2 separate regions of the Rattus norvegicus genome follow, and region 2 is linked to region 1. A link is a contact called in public Hi-C data. All regions are on one chromosome and are shown on one strand. Each heading gives the region's core, a stretch centred on a gene start, on an enhancer-like site or on the middle of the called end of the contact. The rest is flanking DNA. Distances are from core to core; before and after follow the strand shown.

Evidence for each region. A called contact is a pair of places that touch in the nucleus more often than the background predicts.
Region 2: a Hi-C map of Schwann cells shows a contact between it and region 1, with 2.7 times the contacts expected there. The contact joins the promoter of Syt7 here to the enhancer-like site in region 1. A contact is called at or near these places in 3 of 12 Hi-C or Micro-C datasets (Schwann cells, frontal cortex and prefrontal cortex).

Annotation. Positions count from the first base shown.
Region 1 is chr1:216,406,940-216,410,604 of GRCr8, reverse strand. No RefSeq gene overlaps it. Among named protein-coding and RNA genes, the nearest start is that of H3f3bl2, 28 kb to the right of the region's middle. Within about 2 kb of position 2,039, at least 24 of the 93 cell types and tissues checked have an H3K27ac peak or open chromatin away from gene starts, as enhancers often do.
Region 2 is chr1:216,454,180-216,457,518 of GRCr8, reverse strand. It overlaps Syt7 (synaptotagmin 7), which reads right to left and starts at 1,260. Exons shown (of 13, transcript NM_001398614.1): 1 at 837-1,260. The coding sequence starts at 867.

The DNA of each region.
Region 1 (3,665 bases), core at 790-3,289:
GGGTCACGTCCTTCGTGAGGAGGCCTGTGGGTCTGAGTTTCACTCACGATGTTACTCCCTGAGGCGGCGTGCTCTTAATGCTGATGACGTACAGGCAGCTCATGCATTGTGGGCAGGTTTCGGGCACCACGCACTGTCCTAAAATTTGACACGTGTTGAGTCACCTCTTGCTCACAATGCCGTAGGAGACATGATTGTGAACTGAAGACCTGACCGGGTCAAAGCCCTGGCCTCTCAGAACTGACGGTGGAGTGGGGCTCCCCCAAGGCAGTCCGAATCCATTTGTTTGTTCACCCTGTACCCCTTCACCTCCAACCATGGCTCCCTCTGCCTCACCCCTGTGGCCTGTTTCCCCCAGGCCTGGGATGTGCAATCCACTGGAAGGTGGATGTTAGGAAGAGGGACGTGAGCGTGGGGTGCCCCTATAGCTCTCCAACCCTCCTTAAAGGCCCAAAAAGTAAATATGAGACTGAAAGAGGCAGCTCAGGCTGCAGGAAATGGGTTCTCTGCTGCCTCCTGCTCCTTCGCTTGCTCACCATCCAGTAAGGGACCCAGTGCATAGAGAGGTGCACTCCCCAGCCTCCAACAGCATCTCTCTAGGTGACACAATGAAAAGTTGTTCCTGTGAAGGGCAGAAACTAGGTTTCCACCCCAGCAAGGGGAAGAGACATGTCCAGTCCCCTCAAGGAAAGCTGGGTATTGTAAGGGGCACTCTGGGATCTTTGACACATGGTGGCTTTATGACTAGTATTGTCATAGGGTGACCATTCCATCCTACCCATCCAGGAAGGACAAAGGAAACCAATAGGAGTGTGGGGGGAGGGCTCAGAGGGTGAATGCCCTTGATGTTGAGGCTTGGTAACACTGAGTTCGATCCTTGGGGTCTATGTAAAACCTTGGGTGGGATGACGCAAAGCTATTCCAGCAGAGATAGACGGCAGACATGGAAGAATCAGCTGGAAGCCTGGCCAGCCAGCCTGGAATACACAGGATAGTGGCAGATACCAGGCTGGCCCAGCATTGAATGGTAGAAGTTTCAGGGACCCTGGTGGTCTCAAGGCTCTCACTTCTAAAGTAAGAAGACAAGGCTGTCTGGAGGGAGGACTGCCTTGACAAAGAGTTCTATCCATATCACCCATGCCACGTGGTCGGGCATTCCCCTGATACTTCCCTGGGGAAGATTCTGGAAAGGATCTGCTAATTTTTCATGCAGAATCACCTAGTACATCTATATGACCCAGGGAAATGACATTCTGTAACACCCATGTCTAAGTGCTCTCCGGAGATCTGCGAATGACCACTATGTACTTAGAATATATTCATCTAAAAGAGGCTAAAACAACAATAACAACAACAGTAACGCAACAGTGGCCAAATACTGTGCTTTTTTCTCTCCCAAGTAAACAAAGGTATCTGCTTCAGGGCTGGTCTGACAGTCCCACAAATGGGTACCTACATTTTCTCTTGTCTCTTGGTTTCTCAGTAGTTAAGTGGAAGTCGTGTGGTTTCTACCTCATGGTCCCAAATGGCTGTTCCAGTTCCAACAAGCACATGCATATTGCAGGCAGCAAAGAAGGGCCAAGAGGTTTATACATCACAGAAGAACTATAGATATCTTAAAAGGAAATGAGGGCTATGCAGTCTTCATTTCAGGTGACTTTGTGTCCAGCTTGGCATCAGGAGTTCGGTGGGAAACTAGCTTGGAAACAGCTGGCAGCCTCCGGAATCCCATAATCTGCCTCTGTTCCACAGGAAGGCTGGCTGTGTTTCCTGGCACTGTGCCCCCAGCGGCCTTGAATCACTCGCTCTTTGTTCTTATGCCTTTCTTGTTCTTGGACATTCATCCAGTTCTCCAACATGATGCCAGAAGGGCTGTAAGAGCACGACTCTGCACGGAGCACAAAGCCTTTCCCTCTGGCTTTCAAAGCCCCTTGGCCTTTGGGACCTGTCATCTGTCACAGCCCTGCTCACCTCTGCCCCACCCTCTGGGCCAGTGCCTGCTAAGACTCCCCTCCTTGGTAGTCTGCAGGACTCCAAGCTGACCTTGAAGGCACACTACAGAAGAGTGCCTCGTATGTGTGTCTTCCTCAGTCTCTAGGGAGAATCAGACTCCCTTTCTCTGGCCTCCCTTGGGCTTCCGGAGCCTTCCGTCATCTCTCTATTTATAGTTAGAGTCAGGTGGCTCTGGCCTCCACGTTGCTGGGCCTGGCTGGGAGAGCTGGTTCTGTCACCTGCCTGGGAAGTCTGGGATTTTCCAAAGCAGTCCTGTGTCCCCCTCACTGTGCCAATGCCCTGGAGAGAGGCACCCACACCAGGGAGACCCTTACCATGCAGACGCCCTGCTGGCGGCTCAGGCCTTGCTGCGTCATGCGAGCCCTCAGTTCATCACGTTTGAGACATAAGTGGAGCACCCTGTGCAGTATTTTCACCACCCTGGCTCGTAGGCCTGGGGACCAGCACCCTCCTGCCCCTAAAGGCCAGAACCCCATAGTCCCGGTCTGTGACCTCCAGTTACCAGACCTTTCTGAGCCTCTGCCATTTATAGCTGACTCCACTCTGATCTAACACACTGGGGTTCCCATGAGACCTGAGGAGGGTGATAATAGGCCCCCAGGTCCTTGTGGATTTCATACTCTCCCTACCAGTCCTCAGAAACTGAAGGAAGGATTGCCGTGTCTCTGGACCACATCCCAAGAGCTGACAGTGCCCAACCCGCCACGCTTAGAGACCAAAGAAAGCCACTCTGGCTGAGGGTCCCGGTCTTGAAGGCATTTGGTACCAACAGGGAGAACTGGCGCCTCCTCGTGGACAGCAAGAGAACGTCTTCCTGGCCATCCTGTGGTCCAGGCTAGAATCGGAGACTGAAGGCAGGGTCCATGTAGAGCCTAGCACTCACTGCCAACTGGGACAAATCTCATCTCATTCAGCAAACCTCGGTTTCCTCAGTCTCCTAAGCTGAGATGATACCCCGTACGGATCACACCGAAGCCTCCATCCGTGACTTGGGAAACCAGCCTTGCACAGTGCTGGCTCCCAGGTCCCCAGGGGCACAGATTTGTTGGGGACCACAGGTGCTGGTAGTGAGGAGGTGAGAAGCCAGGGCTTCCTAGTTATCGATGGGTGCTCTCTGGGTGCTGTTTCACTGTGACCGTAGACTCTGATGTATTAATCTCTCCCTCCACCTCCGGGCTTTCTTAGAAGTTTTAGCTCTTATTAACATACCTGTCCTAGGAACAAGCTTACATCTGTACCCAATATAACCTTCCTGCCAACAACGATTCGATGAGTTCTCTGCCGGTGTTCACAGGGCTATCTCTGCTTTCCCTAGTCCTGAAAAACAGAAGTATCGCATGAGCTACATCACAATGACCCCATGGCGGGATCACAAGACAGTGGTCTCTGGGATGAACTTGGGGTCCTCCAGGAGCTGTGGCTGTTATGCCGAGCTGGGCCCTAGCTGAGAGGCTGTATGGTTGGATGTGGGTAGGGAGAAGAGGCCTCCCTGTGAGTGCCAGTGAATGTAAAAACACTTTTGATGCTTCTGGGTGGAAGGGAGCTTTCTGAAATCCGTGCTGGGAATGGGAACAGTTTTGGATTCCTCTGTGCAGCTGAGGCTGACAATGAGTGGTGCAGCCTGGGGGCTTCTGACCAGACCTGTTGAGATT
Region 2 (3,339 bases), core at 11-2,510, 48 kb before region 1:
GAGGAAGGAGGAGAAATTCCTGGCTTGGGCTCTAAGGATTCTCGATGGATGCTAAGCTGACAGTGGGCTCCCAGGCCACTCCCTTTCTGAAAGGCAAAGGGGTGCGGCCCCCTTCTCCCCTTCCCTGGTAGGACTGGAGTGAGTTTGGTGTTCTTTGCGTCCCCCTCCCCAAGCTTAGGAGAACATTGCCTGCCACCCCCATTGTCATCCACTGCTGCGCTTTCTCTTCAGGTACCCCTGCCTCCCCCTTCACTGCTCCTGCGGTTCCCCACCTCCCAGAAGCCTCTATACCCCGCCGCTGCACCAGATTCCCACTTGCCCCCTAGAGCCCTCTCAATTCACAGTTGGCACCGCAGATGACACTCCGCTCCTCTGTGCCCACATCTTGGCCCAAAGCTGCCAAGATCTTCCTTGCCCTGAGATCCCCCAACACTGACATCCCCGGGGCACTGGTGCTGGGGAGCAGGGGGTACCTCTGAGGGCACTGCCCGGCTCCCACGGGGACAGCACCTCCTCGCTCCGCCACACACGTTGTCCTTGGGCTGCTGGGGGTTGGGGGGGAGGTCTTTGTGGGGACACTGCGAAGTCGGCCCCGGGCATCCAGCCTACAAATGTCCCGACTGCCGGGTGTGAATCTGAGTCTCTGCCACTTGAACCCACGCCCCCGGGGCACAGATGACCCTGGTAGAAAGGGGTGCAATTCGTGCGGCTCCAGCCGACAGCAGCCCCAGGCTGGGGCTCCGAGACGGCGCCCAGGCGCTGCAGCCGTTCTACCCGCCGGTGCGGGGCGCCCCAGCTCGTGCGGGGCGCCCCAGCCCTCGCGGGGCCGCGCTTACCTGGGCTGGCCGCCTCCGGGTCCCGGTACATGGTCCCCTTCGTCGCCGGCTCTCTCCGGGCTCCTCAGAGCCGCCTGCGGCCGCGCGCTTCTCTGCCGCCGCTGCAGGGCATGGGGCCGGGCGACCCCCGGGGGCGGGTCCGAGGGCGGGGGCCGCGCGGGTTGCACGGAGCCGCGGAGCCGGGGAGCGGGGGCCGCCCGCCAGCCCTCCGGGCCGCCCGCGGAGCACGCTGCCGCCGCCGCCGAGCCGCGCGGAGCCTCCTCCCTCTGGCCTGCGCGCCGCGTGTGCGCGCCGGAGCGTGTGTGAGTGTGTACGAGGCGGTGTGTGTGTGTGTGTGTGTGTATGTGTATGTGTGTGTGTGTATGTGTGTGCGTGTGTGTGTGTGAGTGAATGTGTGTATGTGTGTGTGTGTATGTGTGTGTGAGAGAAAGAGAGAAAGAGAGAGAGAGTGTATGTGTATGTGTGTGTGTATGTGTGTGTGTGTGAGTGCGCGCCCGGGGCACCGCCGGCGCCGCCCGCCCGCCGCGGAGCGCCACGGCCACTGTCACTGATGCGCCCACTGCCGGTCGCGCGATGTACTGCAGCCCTGGACTAGGCGCCGCCGCCCGGAGCCGCCCCGAGGGCACGGCCGCCGCCCCGCGCACCCCAGGCGCTCACGGGGGCCGGCCTGAAAGGGCGGCGGAGCTCCACTGCTATGCTCGTCTAAGCTACGGAGGGCATGACCCATTCGGCCTGTGCGCCACGGGTGGCGGTGGTCTTGCACGCCACAGGGTCGCCCAGCTGGCCACCTCCTCCGAGGTGCCCTCTGACTCCGCTCCGAAAGGCCTGGAGATCCATCCCGGGTTTTCCGGTCGGTGGCCACTCGTGGGCGTTAGCTCTGGACACGGAACAGCGGAGGGCCAGAGAAGAAGGGTTGGTGGGTATCAAAACCAGGAGTGGAGTGTTTTGCCAGAGCTGGGCCTCGGTCTGACGGGCTTGTCTTTTCTAGAGCTGGCCCACTGCAGGAACGGATAGGACTAGAATCTCCATCTTCCGTGGGATACTAGGTATCAAGACCCTTCCCACTTATTTTCAGCTCCAAGAGAAAAGAAAGCAACCATTCAGCCACTATTTATTATTCCTTTCCCGACCCCATTCTCCTGTCCTTTCCCTTGACCCAGTGCACCCCTGATAAGAACGAAAAACCTGCTTCTCCTGCCAACCTTGGTGATATCTTGGTGATATCGTGGATATCTCTGCCCCTGTATCTGTTCAACATTGTCCAAATCGGACGGGCTCTGTTTTTCTCTACAGAATAGAGACTATTTGATTCTAGGGCAGAGAGGAGACTTTAAAGGCCCATGACCAAAACATGGGGATAAAATACCGCACCACCTTGCACACATCTACACAGGGACTCACTTCCCCGCCCCTAGCACACTCAAGGATACAAACTACCTAGCTCATAAAGAGTAATGGACCCTTCTTACGATGCAGGTGTTGCTGTACCCTGCACTGAAAGGGATGGGTAAGAAGACAGCACAATCTTTGGGGCAGCATTCCTCCTTCCGTGCAATTCACAAGTGAACCAGGCTTTCCAACATCGAAGGTTTCTGCTCCCCAAAAACCACCTATCTGGCTTTATACTGTGTGTATGGCTCATGCCCTGCTATATCTCTACCTCCCACATGGTACAGGCAGCCAGCACCCATGGGGCTGAACCTTTGTTCCAAGTGTCCCTTATTGTGCTTGTGCACGAGCACACACACACACACACACACACACACACACACACACATTTCCTGGAACTCACATAGAACCCCCCCCCTTCACACACACATACATATTCACCTCCACCCACAGCTTTTTCCGGTTGAGAAATAGATAAGGAATTTCCCCCAGCAAACCTTCTCTCAGACTGTTCTGCTGGAGAACATATTTCCTGGGATTGAATAGTCTAATAAAAACAGAAGTGTGGAAAAAGCACTTGGAGGTTAGGGTCTGTATGTCCCCAATGGCCAGAAATCTCAGCTCTCAGTCTGTGGTCAAGGGGCTACTCTGTCCCACATTCGCCATGCACCCAGGAATTCAGGAGCTAGCTACAGCCTGCTGTGGGGGTCCAGCAAATCCTAGGAAGTCAAGCTGGGCCTCTAGGGTCTCCAGTTTTTTAGCCATCCCGCTGCTTCCCAAATCCAGCTGCCTCTCTCGGTCTGTGTAAAGAGCGCTTCATCCTGTACCACGCCATCAGTGGGTATGCAGAAAGGGCCTTTCTTTGGGAAGCTACCTGCTCCAGATCCCTCCCACCCTCCTGAGAGAGAGGAAGAGAATCGTAACATTCCTTAACATTGCAACTTAACAGGTCTTTTATTGGGCAGTTGGGAGTTCCCAGTTTCTCAGAGCTAATGAAGAAGACATCAGAGAGATGACACAAGTCACCTCCTCAGGTGACAAATGGTGAAAATCAAGCCCCTAGAAGGGACTCAGGGAGCCAAATGCAACCCCAGGAGCTGTTTAGGGGTCATGG